Regions from separate parts of the Sus scrofa genome. Here region 2 is linked to region 1. The links are chromatin contacts, called in public HiChIP or PLAC-seq maps. All regions are on one chromosome and are shown on one strand. The core of a region is the stretch at or near the end of the contact, and the rest is flanking DNA. Distances in the headings are between cores, read along the strand shown.

Region 1 (6,147 bases), core at 2,816-5,315:
TTGGGAATGGGAGACACGTCTTTTTTTTTTTTTTTAGGGCTGCACCCGCGGCATATGGAAGTTCCCAGGCTAGGGGTCGAATTGAAGCTGCAGCCACTGGCTTACACCACAGCCATAGCAACGCAGGATCCGAGCCGTGTCTGCAACCTACACCACAGCTCACGGCAATGCGGGATCCTTAACCCACTGAGCGAGGCCAGGGATCTAACTCGAATCCTCATGGATCCTAGTTGGGTTCATTAACCCTGAGCCACGGCAGGAACTCCAGGGAACGGTAGACATGCTTATGAAATGCCATAAAACACTGAATATTAAAAAAGGCTGCCACTCTTGAAAACTGTAACTCAACAATAACAGATCACTTCACCCTTAATTAAGAGGGACTCAATCAGTATGAATTGAATATATTCAGTAAACAATATTTCAGACATACTTAAGGTGTCACACTACACGGGGGTGGGGGGCTTAAGTAGGTCAATACTATAATGAAATACAAGTCAAAAGGCTACCTCCCCAAACGACCTTCCAACAGATCAATACATAATAAATAAAAACAGGTTTACATGGCCTCAGAGGGGGCATTCTAGAAAACTTTTAAGGGACAATCCTGATAAGACTGAACCCATTTCCAATCATACGAAAGGAAGGAAAGTTTCCAAATTCTTATTTAAATAGTAAAAGGTAAAATATTGATGCCATCACCCCACAAAGAAATACACAAAAGGGCAACTATATACGAATTTCCTTTCTAAATACTGACGTGAGTCCTAAATTCAAATGAGCAAACAGAATTGAGCACTCACATAAAAAGACCAACATCCCAAAGAGGATTTATTCTAGGAATATAGGGATTTTTCAAATTATTTAAACAATGAGAGTCCCCCTTGTGGCTCAGTGGGTTAAGAATCTGACTAGTATCCATGAGGATGCAGGTTGGATCCCTGGCTTCACTCAGTGGGTTAAGGATCCGGCATTGCCACGAGCTGTACGTCACAGATATGGCTGAAAGGTTTCAATTGTGCTAAACCTAAAAAAAAAAAAAAAAGTACAAATCAAGAGCTAACATCCGGTTGGGTCAATGTTACCATCCCTTGAGCACATCCATTGAGCCAGACACTGTATCTGGGGATCTGCGTCTATTACCTTATTTAAACCACTGCAAGGAACAGGGTCACCACCCACCTAAGGATGAGGAAACTGAGCTCAGGAGGCTTATGTGACTTATCTAAGGCCACGGAAATAAAGTAATTATACTCAGGCATACTTAGGTATCTTAGTTATACTTAGGTATCTAAGTACGTCGAACTCCAAGGCCTGACTGAGTTCCCACCCTCCTCCTCCACGGACTGATGCTCAGCAAGAGCGATGGTCGGAAGATAGAGGATTAGGAAGCAGAGCGATAAATCATCACTGCATTTTTAGTTGTCCGAAATGCAATAAAAGTAAAGTCAACACGTTCTGTGCAAAGACCCGGAGGATGAGAGAGTTATAAACATTACATTCAAAAGAGAGAGGCCTGAAAACAATATGCTACCTGATAGGCTAAATTCTGGAAGTGGCTGCAGGAAAGGTGGTGAGTAGAAACTCTGGCTTAAACTGCTAATGATCCTAATGTCACATAAGCCCTCTGTTTCACTCAAAATTCAGAATGACTTTTCAAATACATGACTTATTTTTCCTACTTGGGTCTGACTATCATTTAATTCTCAATCAACTCTCCTATTGGGAGAGAGAAAGAGGGTGCCCAAAAAGGGTACGCTTTGCTTTCCTATGATTTACTTGGGCTAATGCAAAAATCCTCTTGTATCCTTGGGCATTCACTCATCCACCACAGGAAAGACGCTCAGGAAGGCTGAGGAAGTCGGTCTGGATTAAGCTGTTTTGACTTTGATAATCCAGACTGGATAATCTGATTATCAACAATGTAAAAAAAAATGACACAAATGTGTTTAAAAGTGTTCCTGAAAGCAGAGAAATAAAATGAGGTCTGATCCCTCTTTAACCACACACACACACACACACACACACACGAGGGAGAAGGAGGGAAAAATCTAGAACTTGGTTGTAGTTGAAGACATGAGCAGACAGTCAGTTCATGGCTCCCACACAGATGTGAGTGTCCCCAACTGGGCCCTTGGAAGGGCAGATCCCGCCTGAGACAGACAGCCCAAGCCCGAGCCTGGCTGTCCCAATAATGATTTACAGACAGACCAACATGGGAGCAAGGAAAGTTCTCCAGCTCAGGAAAGACAGAAAAAAGAAGAGCTCATAGATAACAGGCAAGTATTAAGAAGGTAATGTGTATCTTTATTTTGAAATACAACCCAAAACAGCTTGGGGAAATGGGTCAGGAGCTATGGAAAGATCCAGCAGTGACAGAAAACTTAAGGAAGCTTTCAAACTAGAGATGAACAGAGATAAAGAATCTGTGTTTATTTTTGTTGTTTATTGCCCCCATTCTGTTATAAATACATAGAGGTATGAACAAATCCATTTATGAGCTAGTTTCCTAAATAAAATATTCACCTAGTACTTCTTTTTTTTTTTTTTTTTGGTCTTTTTGCCTCTTTTTGTCTGTTGTTGTTGTTGTTGCTGTTGTTGCTATTTCTTGGGCCGCTCCCGCGGCATATGGAGGTTCCCAGGCTAGGGGTTGAATCGGAGCTGTAGCCACCGGCCTACGCCAGAGCCACAGCAACGCGGGATCCGAGCCGCGTCTGCAACCTACACCACAGCTCACGGCAACGCCGGATCGTTAACCCACTGAGCAAGGGCAGGGACCGAACCCGCGACCTCATGGTTCCTAGTCGGATTCGTTAACCACTGCGCCACGACGGGAACTCCTCACCTAGTACTTCTTAACCTCGTTAGTATACTGGAATCACTTGAACAAAGCTTTGCAAAATCTGGAAGCCTGGGGTCCATGGCCAGAAGTTTTAGGGTTTGACTTGAGCATCCTTGGATGTCTGGGTGATTCCCATTAAGCAGGGAGAAAGGCAGGTGATCTGCCCTCTCTGCTTCCTACCGAAACCAAGACCCACCAACAGGTGGCGCTCTCCCAGGAGCAGGTGGCTGGGCCCAGGAGGGGTCTCACTCTGGAAAGAAAATCTGCCTCACTCTGGAGTTCATCACTGCATGATCAGATGATTAGATTCTTACTCTAAGTTACAACTCAACTAGCTTCTGATACAATCAGAGCAACAAAATTCCGAGCTGCAGTGCCATTTTACATATTATCAGTTGGCTGTGTCATAGAAAATTAGATTCTTCCCTCATTGTATCTTCACCATAACAGAGAGGCAGGTGCTCTTATTAAAGCTCCCCATTATGTGTAGACATTGAGGCCCAGAGAGGTTAGGTAATTTGCCTGAGGACCCAGAGCTAGTCAGGTGGTAAACACAAGAACTAAACCAGTACGTAGGCCACCAAAGCCCTGAACCATTGCTGATTCAGCCTGGGAGGATGACAGCTAGGGAAGCTCAATTGTTCTGTGGCTATCTCTAATTTTTTAAAAAATCAACAGAGTCATTTCGGGTGCCGGGTCAGGAGGCATGAATGATCCCCTATCACAGCTCTGGACTAAAAGTCAGTCATCTCTGACCAGGTCGTAATATTTTCTCCGGCAAGCAGAGCCTGTGTCTTGGGTACGTGGTTGCCACCCGAGCTGGATGGGGTCCTCCTGGCTGGAAACATCCCCGGGGGGCTCACGCGGCCCTGGGGATCGAACCCCCAGCAGCAAATCCAAACCCCAGAACCGCACCCTCCCTGCTGCCGCTTCTTCACTGAAGCGTTCACGGGCGAGCCGAGCGGCCAGAAATAAAACAATAAGTTTCGCCCCGGCCAAAACAAGCTTCGCAAAGCCCTAAAATAAAGTAGCCAGATGAATAAAAATAAGCAGAGGAGGGTAGAAAAACAGTCAATGGAATCTGGTGTGCAGTCAGCACCCTCGGAGGCACGACGTTGTTTTTGTATAAAAAAGGAAAGTGGTGCCTCGGGAGGAACTGGAGGCCCCGGTTCTCCAGCAACAACATCCTGAGCTCCCGGCCACCAGGGGCAGCTGGGAACCTCGTTTGCAACGTCTTGCTTTCTGGTCGGAAGAAAAGGCCTCATCATTGGCAGTGAATCATGCCCAGGGCCGGAAGGACCCAATGATCCATTTTTTGAGCTGGAGGGTAAACATGTTATCACGGACATTTAATTTTAGAAGATAAACACTAATTGTGATGTCTCAATAACTGGGTGAAATGTGTGTCCTTCACAGAGAAATCCAAACCCCCGACCCACAGACAAGCCTAGGGGACCCGCTGTCTTCCTGATAGTGAAGGGGGACCCTCTGTGCCAGGCCACCTCCTCCCCTCCTGCTTGGTCCCTCCAGGGACCGCTGCTGAGAGAGAATCTTTGGATGGAAGGATGGTTGGGGGCCACCTGCTCTACCTGGACAAGCCACATCCCTCTTCCCCTAGGAAGGCAGGGGTCCTGCTGGAAGAATCTCAGCAATGTCCTTCTAAAGGGGACCCCTCCACAATGTCCCGGGTTTCTGACTGCTCCTCACTGCCCCCACTCCTCCTTCGGCACAGACACCCCACCCGCCCCGTGATTCAGCACCCGCAGGGCGCTCCCAGGACTCCCGCACATTCGGAAAGGCGCTGGAACGAGGGACTCTGCTCCAGGCAGTGAAGCGAGCCCACGGGCTGAGTCATCCTTGACTCTGTGGAGATACAACCACCAGACGCTTGCAGGGTTAAACAAGCAGAACTGATGAGCAGATTTTCATAAAAATTTTGAGTGAGTCACTTAAGATCTCAGGCTACATCTCAGAGAGATCCAACAACCAAAAAATGCTGTCCAACCGAAGAGATTTGTTAAAGAATTCCTCTGCCTGGAGCTCCCGCTGTGGCTCAGCCAGCGGAAACCAATCTAACGAGCATCCATGAGGACGCAGGTTTGATCCCTGGCCTTGCTCAGCGGGTTAAGGATCTGGTGAGCTGTGGTGTAGGTCGCAGATGGGGCTTGGATCCTGACTTGCTGTGACTGTGGTGCAGGCCAGCAGCTACAGCTCTGATTCGACCCCTAGCCTGGGAACCTCCATAGGCCAGGGGTGTGGCCCTAAAATGACCAAAAAAAAAAAAAAAAAAAAAAAAAATCCTCAGCCTGAACCATGGAAGTCTTCCCTGATTATCTAAAGTGTCAACATACCCTCTTCACTGCCTTCCTCTGCTCGACATTTTTCTGTCTTAGCACTTGGGTAGCCTTCTAACAAGGCATACAATTTATTCACATATTTTGGTGAACTTTCTCACTCTACTAGAATGTTAAGTTCCATGAAGATTGAGATCTTTGCACTGTTCCCTGGTATACAGTAAGAGCTTAATAAATATTCACTGAATGAACTGAACGCATGTGGTAGGAAAGCCGGTTCTTCGGGCAGACAGCCTGAGTTCAAATCCTGATCCCACCTCTTAGTGTGTGGATTTGGAAACAATTACTTAATTTCTCTATGCTTCCGTCTCTTCACCTACAATACGGGAATAATAATAGTACTGGCCGCTCTGAATTATTGGAAGGATTAAATGAGATGATACATATAAAGACCTCAGAGCGGCACCGGGCACAGAGGAAAGGACTCCAAGAATAGTCTCTATCATTATGTTAGCTAATGCTGGGTTCCGAATACAGAATTTCTGGCAAGAAAAAAAGGCCTGGGCTGGGAAGGAGCTTAAAAATCTAGCTGACAAGTGCATGAAGCAACCACACATACACATGTTTCATGATAAAACAAGAAATCAGAGATAAAAGAAGAAAAAAAGCCAACTGCGTATTATGAGTGAACAATCTCTCAGTTGGTTTGAAGGTTACCCTTCCCAGGCTGAAGGAAGTAAGAAAGAGAAATTATTTTTGGTAAATGCCAAAAAGGATACAATGACAGATTAGACTCTTGGCCCAGTGATTTTATTAGCAGCTGATACCTATTAAGCCCATACAATACTAAAGAGGTAATTAAATATAGGTGGCCTTTTACTGAATGCATTACTGAAATGTTGACAGCAAAAATTGATTTCTCTACTGCACCTCTCCTATCCAAAGTGCTGCCCAAAAAAATCAGGAGATAAGATTTTAAACGACCAGCGCAGACAGAATTGGCCAGGGGGA
Region 2 (6,436 bases), core at 2,403-4,902, 140 kb after region 1:
CCTCGGAAGAGATGGTTTCGCTTACGTGCAGAGTGAGGAGATTCCTACGCATAAAATCAAATGCTACCCTCCAGAGCTTTTTACTGGCACTGAACCCAGCCTATTATTTAGCAAAGCCCAACACAAACAACTCGCCAGCTTGTTCCCAGTGTCCTGTACTTTGAAGTGTCAGCATTTCAGCTTCTCCCGGTCTTGTTGGATTGGCCCGAGTACAAGATAAGGAACCAGAGGACCTTGTTGGCAGGTGAAAGAGTGAAAACAGTAACAGCAGTTATCAGTGTAACTGTGCCATTCAACCTAACTTAGGTTGTAATTACTGGCTGCACAGATAAAGTTCTACGGGGTGTAGCTCTCAGTGTTTCTCGCTTTGCAAACAAAACGCTATTCTTCCCGTTAAATCCATCTTTTAAGAAAGAGGACAAACCAGCTTTGGACAGTGAGCTCTGGTTGAAAAATCTATTGTGGAGGACTTCCTGTCCCGGTGCAGCAGAAACGAATCCGACTAGGAACCATGAGGCTTTGGGTTCAATCCCTGGCCTTGCTCAGTGGGTTAAGGATCCGGCATTGCCGTGAGCTATGGTGTAGGTCGCAGATGCAGCTTGGATCTGGAGTTGCTGTGACTCTGGCGTAGGTCGTCAGCAACAGCTCCAATTAGACCCCTAACCTGGGAACTGGGAACCTCCATATGCCTCAGGTGCGGCCCTAAAAGGACAAATGACCAAAAAAAAAAAAAAAAAAAAAAAGAAAAAAAGAAAAAAAAGAAAAGAAAAAAAAAAAGAAAAATCTATTGTGGAGAGAAAAATTCTCCTTAGCAAATGTGAATCTCTCTTTGTCAGAGGTGAAGTGAACTGTGAAGACCTCAATAAACATAAGCTACTTTAAAATATTTTTTCTTAAAAAAAAATATAGGAGTTCCCGTCATGGCTCAGTGGAAACGAATCTGACTAGCATCCATGAGGACATAGGTTCGATCCCTCACTTTGCTCAGTGGGTTAAGGATCTGGCATTGCCGTAGGCTGTGGTGTAGGTCACAGATATGGCTTGGATCCCGAGTGGCTGTGGCTGTGGTGTAGGCCAGCAGCTGCAGCTCCAATTAGACCCCTCCATGTGCCACAGGTATGGCCCTAAAGAGACAAAAAAAAATATATTTTTTTTTTCTTCATGTTTTCTTTTTTTTTTTTTTTTTATTTTCCCACTGTACAGCAAGGGGGTCAGGTCATCCTTAGATGTATACATTGCAGTTACAGTTTTTTCCCCCACCGTTTCTTCTGTTGCGACTTCATGTTTTCTTAAGTTCTTTTTTGGTCTTTACAAATTGTTTTTATTAAAGTATAGTTAATTTATGTGTTGTGCCAATTTCTGCTGAATAGCAAAGTGACCCAGTCATATATACATATACATATATATATACACACACACACACATTCTTTTTCTTATGTTATCTTCCATCATGGCCTATCCCAAGAGATTGGATATAGTTCCCTGTGCTATACTCTTAGCTTCTTTCCTTCATTTTCTTTTCAGTGCCAACTATGTGCCTGGCACATTGCTAGGCCTTCTGCATGTCATGCTGGGTGTTCTCCACCTGCTGCTCCAGATCTACTTTTCCACCTGCTCTGAGCCCCCAGGAAGCTGACCTTGCATGGATGGCATCCCACCAGGTTGTACTGACTGTGGAGTGTGACCCATGCGAGGCAACAGCAAGAGTCAGCAGGACAGGAGAGAGATTACGTTATGGGTTCCTAGCCTCCCATCTCCCATCCCTGCCTTAAGTTTCAGCTGCTGACAACCCAGCACCTGTCCTGAGTTGTTGGTGGTCTTGTGGTGTTTCACCATCCTTTGCAGTGTCTTTTAACCCTGTTTACACCTTTGTAAATCCATTAAATAAGTGGGCCTTTAGAGTGCGCCATCTGGTTTTTGCTCAGATTCTGACTGATACGCATGCTTATTTCCAAAGGACTGTAACGAGAAAGGACATAGTTACTTTGAGGCCAAGAGTGTAAAGAACCATTAGTGACATTAACTCTAGCTACTTTGAGGCCAAGGGTGTAAAGGATGTGTGTCCTCCATTCATCAGGAAGTAAAGCCCTGCAAGATGGCAGAGATGTTATTCGGAAGCAGCCCAGATCCTTCATCACCCTTGGAGGAAAGCCACCTGCCCCACCTCAGACTGTGACATGAGCAAGAAGTAAACTTTTGTCAGGTTAAGTCACTAAAATATTGGGGTTCATTTGTTACTGCAGCTGAACCTCTCCTATCCTGATGAATCCTCTTATCCAGTGTAAGCCTTGTTACCACTCTAAGAAGTAGATGCTAATATTCATTCTCATTTTACAGCAAAGTGCTTAAGTAACTTGCAACAACAGCAGAAGCAGCAGAGCTAGTGTTCCAACAAGATCTAGGATTTTTTTTTCCCCTTGTTCTAGGCCTGTAAATTATTCATATAGAAGTATCACACTTTTTCCATCCTTCTTTGGAATGAAAAATGTAGCTCTTTCTTTGATGCCCTTATCGGGTCTCTTTCTTCAGAGAGACTAGGAACCCATTTATAGCTATTTATTTGTAAAATATGATTCTTACTGTACATAAAGCCACTGAATTTACACTTAAGATGGTTAAAATGGTAAATTTTATGGTACTATATGTTTTACCACAACAGAAAGAATTGATTTCAAGTATTTCACTTCTGATTGAAAGAGGTACTGGCCTGCACCCTGGCTGTAGATGATTTGCTTTTGAAAATGCATGTTCAGTGCCTTTTCGGGGGTTCATTATCAGCTGGAGGAAACAGGCTTTGTCACTTGCAGGAAGAAATCATTGACTTTAGGTCAGATCAGTTCCTTGCATTCAATCATAATGACTGTTTTTTCTGTGACCAAAGGAAATTCAGCAACACAGTGACTTCTGAAATTTTGTGCATAGGAAGGAAAAGCCAAAGGAGGGCTTGGTGGCCAAAGCCGGAAATGTGACCTATTGAGTTTTTCTGAGGCAGTGAGGTCAGAGAAACCCGTTATCCTCCTAAGCTGGATGTGCCAGGCCTCAGCATTCTGCATCCTATGGCTCAGTGGAGGATGAACTCAACGGCTCACGTTCTGATCCAAGTGTCCTGTGTGTTTTCCCACAAGCAGTTTGCCCCGGCTTCCTCTGCAGAGTTTGCAGTGCATCTGGAGCAGGGCGTGGTGTGTGGAAACCATTCTCTCCTATTTATACCTTCTTAGACATGAAAATGTTCCTTGGAAAAGAAAGCAGGAATCTACTTGGAAAAGCCAGCAACTTTATTTAGACTAGTGTCTGAACGAATACATATTTGCCCAGAGTCCTTTAAACTTGACTTGGGAATTCCTGTTGTGGCTCCATGGTAACGAACCCGACTCGGATCCATGAGGACACAGATTTGAACCCTGGCTTCGCTCAGTGCTATGTCTGTGGCGCAGGCTGAAAGCTGCAGCTCCAATTCGACCCCTCACCTGGAAATTTTCATATGCCATGGGTGTGGCCCTAAAAATACACACACACACACACACACACACAGGACTTGACTTGTCCAGGAAAGTAGGACTTGGAGCCAGATTCTTCGTGTGGTGTCCACAGTCAAAACAGGGAAGGGGACTAGCCTGAGGTCACACCTATTGTTTGCTTCCTGTTAGGCCTGACCTTGCCTTAGCAGTCAGGGTGTCCAACAGACCATGTCAAGAATGGCCTTTTCTCCACTTTTGTCTTAAGGGATGACGTGTTTAAAATAGTCACACATTTCTACAAAGAGGATGAGAACTCTCAATCCAGTGTGAAGCTTTTATTGTAAGGTCTGATGAGCTGCTTAAATTTTCCACTAACCAGCCCATATCCATTTCCCACCTTTTTCTGTCATGCTCTGTTCCTGACATGCTTTTAAGGGTTCAGTATTGACTGAGCTAGAGTTCGGGGCAATAAAATTCTAGACCATCTAAGCCCTTGCAACCCAGTGGCCTCCACATCACCTGGAATTTGTTAGCAAAGTTAAAACTCAGGCTGCACCCAAACCTCATGAACTAAGAATCTGCATTTCAACGGGCTTCCAAGCAATTGCGGTTTTTGAAAAGTTCTCTTGTAACCCAAGGATTATTGAGATTTTAGATAATATTCCACATGCAGAGCCTAGCTCAAAAGGATTAAGACAGGACAGGGGCGCCTTTAAAAAATATATATTGAAAAACAGTTGATTTACCGTGTGTTAATTTCAGCTACACAGCAAAGTGACTCAGTTATACATATATGTTCGTTTTCATATTCTTTTTCATTATGGTTTGTCAGAGGATACTGAATACAGTTCCCTGTGCCATACAGTAGGCCCTTATACATACTGGTTTGCCTCTGCTAACCCCAAACTCCCAGGCCTTCTCTTCCCCCTTCCCCCTCCCCCTGGCAATCACGAATCTGTTCTCTCTGTGAGTACGTTTTTGTTTGGTAGAAAGGTGCGTTGGTGCAGAGGGATTTTTCTACTCCAGGGCTCTCCCCTTGCCAACACCCTGGCGGGGTGTGCTGCTCTGCCGCCCGGAAGCCCACCTGGCGGTGGCAGCCTCACACTGGGTGTCTGCCTTTCATGCATACTGCTGGCGGGGCAGGGAAACCTTGAACCTGGGCTGCAGCGGGGCGGGTGGCCGGGGAGGCAGCGTTGCTCTGGGGCACAAAGGTTCTGAGGACACCTAGATGAACGGACGTCAATGGCGCCTTGGCCCTGGGGCCTGGTGTTGCTCCGCTTTCCCTGCCACCAGTTTGGACATCAGGAAAACGCCAAGAACCAGCAGATCCTGAACTGGCTCCTCATTCCACCGAATGGCGGGTAGCAGTTCAACTTCAGGCCCTGGGCAAGTGCGAGGTGAAGGTCGCGCAGGCGCACGACGCCCTCCACCCCCCTCTCTGGCCACGCCCAGTGACCCCGCCGCGGCCCTCGCGACCTGCCCCACGTTCATCACCTGGTCTCCACTGTACCCCAGCGACGTCCCCTGCAACTGCGAGGGGCTTCTGGTGGACCCAGATGGTGCGCCCGAGCTCAGGTACAGCCGTCGACATGGAACGTGACACGTGACATTGAAGCTCTGCGGGTCCCAGGCCCCCGGCTGTGCCCGTGTGCCCCTCCATCCCCTGCCGCTTGGCAGTCACAGCGCGGCCCTCTGGAGATTTACCCATGGAGGTGTTTCTTCTAAACCCGCAGGCGGGACCGCCTGATGTCCAGGAAAATCCCCCGAGATGGGCCCTGGTCCTGTCCCTCCTGGCCTCCCCTTCCCCACAGTTCCTCATTAACAAGGTGTCGGAAAGACAGGACAGAGGATCAATTTTGAGAAGTAGTTCAGTGACGGGCTGATGAAAGCGGCGGAAATTTGGGTTATAGCCCTCTTTAGTAGTCCTTCGTCTCAGGCAGCTTCGTGAAATCCTGTTCTGTTTTCTCTCTCCAGCCCAACACTAAAAAATCGGGTGGGAAGATCCTTTTTCATTCAGTCAAAACCAGCCTATTTTTTTTTTTTTTTAATTTTATGGCCACACCTCCTGGGCCAGGGATTGAATCTGAGTCACAGCTGTGGCCTAGACTGCATATGTGGCAATTCTGGATCCTTTAACCCGCTGCTGCCAGGCGGGGATCTAACCCGCACCTCTACTGTGACCCAAGCCGCTGCAGTCAGATCCTTAACCCATTGCCCATAGCTGGAACTCAAAACCCAAACATTCTTTAAGTGTCATACAGAAAAAAGAGAAGGCTGGCGGGAGGAACTGAGAAGTGGTTGGTAAATTAGCCAGAATTTAGTAACTGGTGACGTGAGGCCGGGGTAGGGAGTGGGGTTGAGGAAGAGGGTGGAAATGAGATGCTTTCTCAGTTTGTAGCCTGTATGGCTGGGTTGAAGTGGTGCCTTCACACTAAGTGAGACAGAGGAGATAGAGGAAGTGCTGATTTAGGGAAGAAGAGGATGCGTTTCAGCACTGCTGAGGCTGAGCTAGACACTGTGTGGGCATTTAGATATATGAGTCTGAAGTTTAGGAAATGAATAATAATAAAAAAGAACCAACCAGGAAACATATGATTGATCTGGAACTGCAGTGGGGGAGTACGTGGCTTGTTCCTCTACATTTGGGGATAAAATAAAGGTCACTGCCCTCCTGACAACGTGTAAGCTTGAGTGGCATCAGGTCCGCTCTGCACTGGTTGTCCTCCTGGGAACGGGGCTGGGTCCTCACCTTTCTTCTCCTTTTGCTAGAGTGTGTCCTGCCTCCACACCCCCGCTGGAGGCTCCTCGGCCCTGGCCAGGATGAGTAGGCTGTGGCTGGCCCACTTCCCATCGGTCGCCGTTCCTGGATGTCACAGGTAAGCCTTTGGTTTTTGGATTTTCACGTCAGTCCCTATAGGAAATAAGAGGAGGATAAACATCAGAGCAAGAAGAGAAGTGGTCTCCCGTGTTTCTTTGGG

The links. HiChIP or PLAC-seq counts read pairs in DNA pulled down with a chosen protein or histone mark.
Region 2: an H3K27ac HiChIP or PLAC-seq map of skeletal muscle shows a contact between it and region 1. The contact joins two enhancer-like sites. A contact is called at or near these places in 1 of 47 Hi-C or Micro-C datasets (retroperitoneal adipose tissue) and 2 of 2 datasets of contacts at active chromatin or transcription factors (alveolar macrophages and skeletal muscle).

Annotation. Positions count from the first base shown.
Region 1 is chr11:20,805,351-20,811,497 of Sscrofa11.1, forward strand. The region is part of intron 1 of LRCH1 (leucine-rich repeat and calponin homology domain-containing protein 1); the gene reads right to left. Among named protein-coding and RNA genes, the nearest start is that of LRCH1, 98 kb to the right of the region's middle. Within about 2 kb of position 4,066, at least 24 of the 83 cell types and tissues checked have an H3K27ac peak or open chromatin away from gene starts, as enhancers often do. A contact at or near this core is called in retroperitoneal adipose tissue and skeletal muscle, where this site is marked.
Region 2 is chr11:20,942,954-20,949,389 of Sscrofa11.1, forward strand. No RefSeq gene overlaps it. Among named protein-coding and RNA genes, the nearest start is that of LRCH1, 40 kb to the left of the region's middle. Within about 2 kb of position 3,653, at least 11 of the 83 cell types and tissues checked have an H3K27ac peak or open chromatin away from gene starts, as enhancers often do. A contact at or near this core is called in retroperitoneal adipose tissue and skeletal muscle, where this site is marked.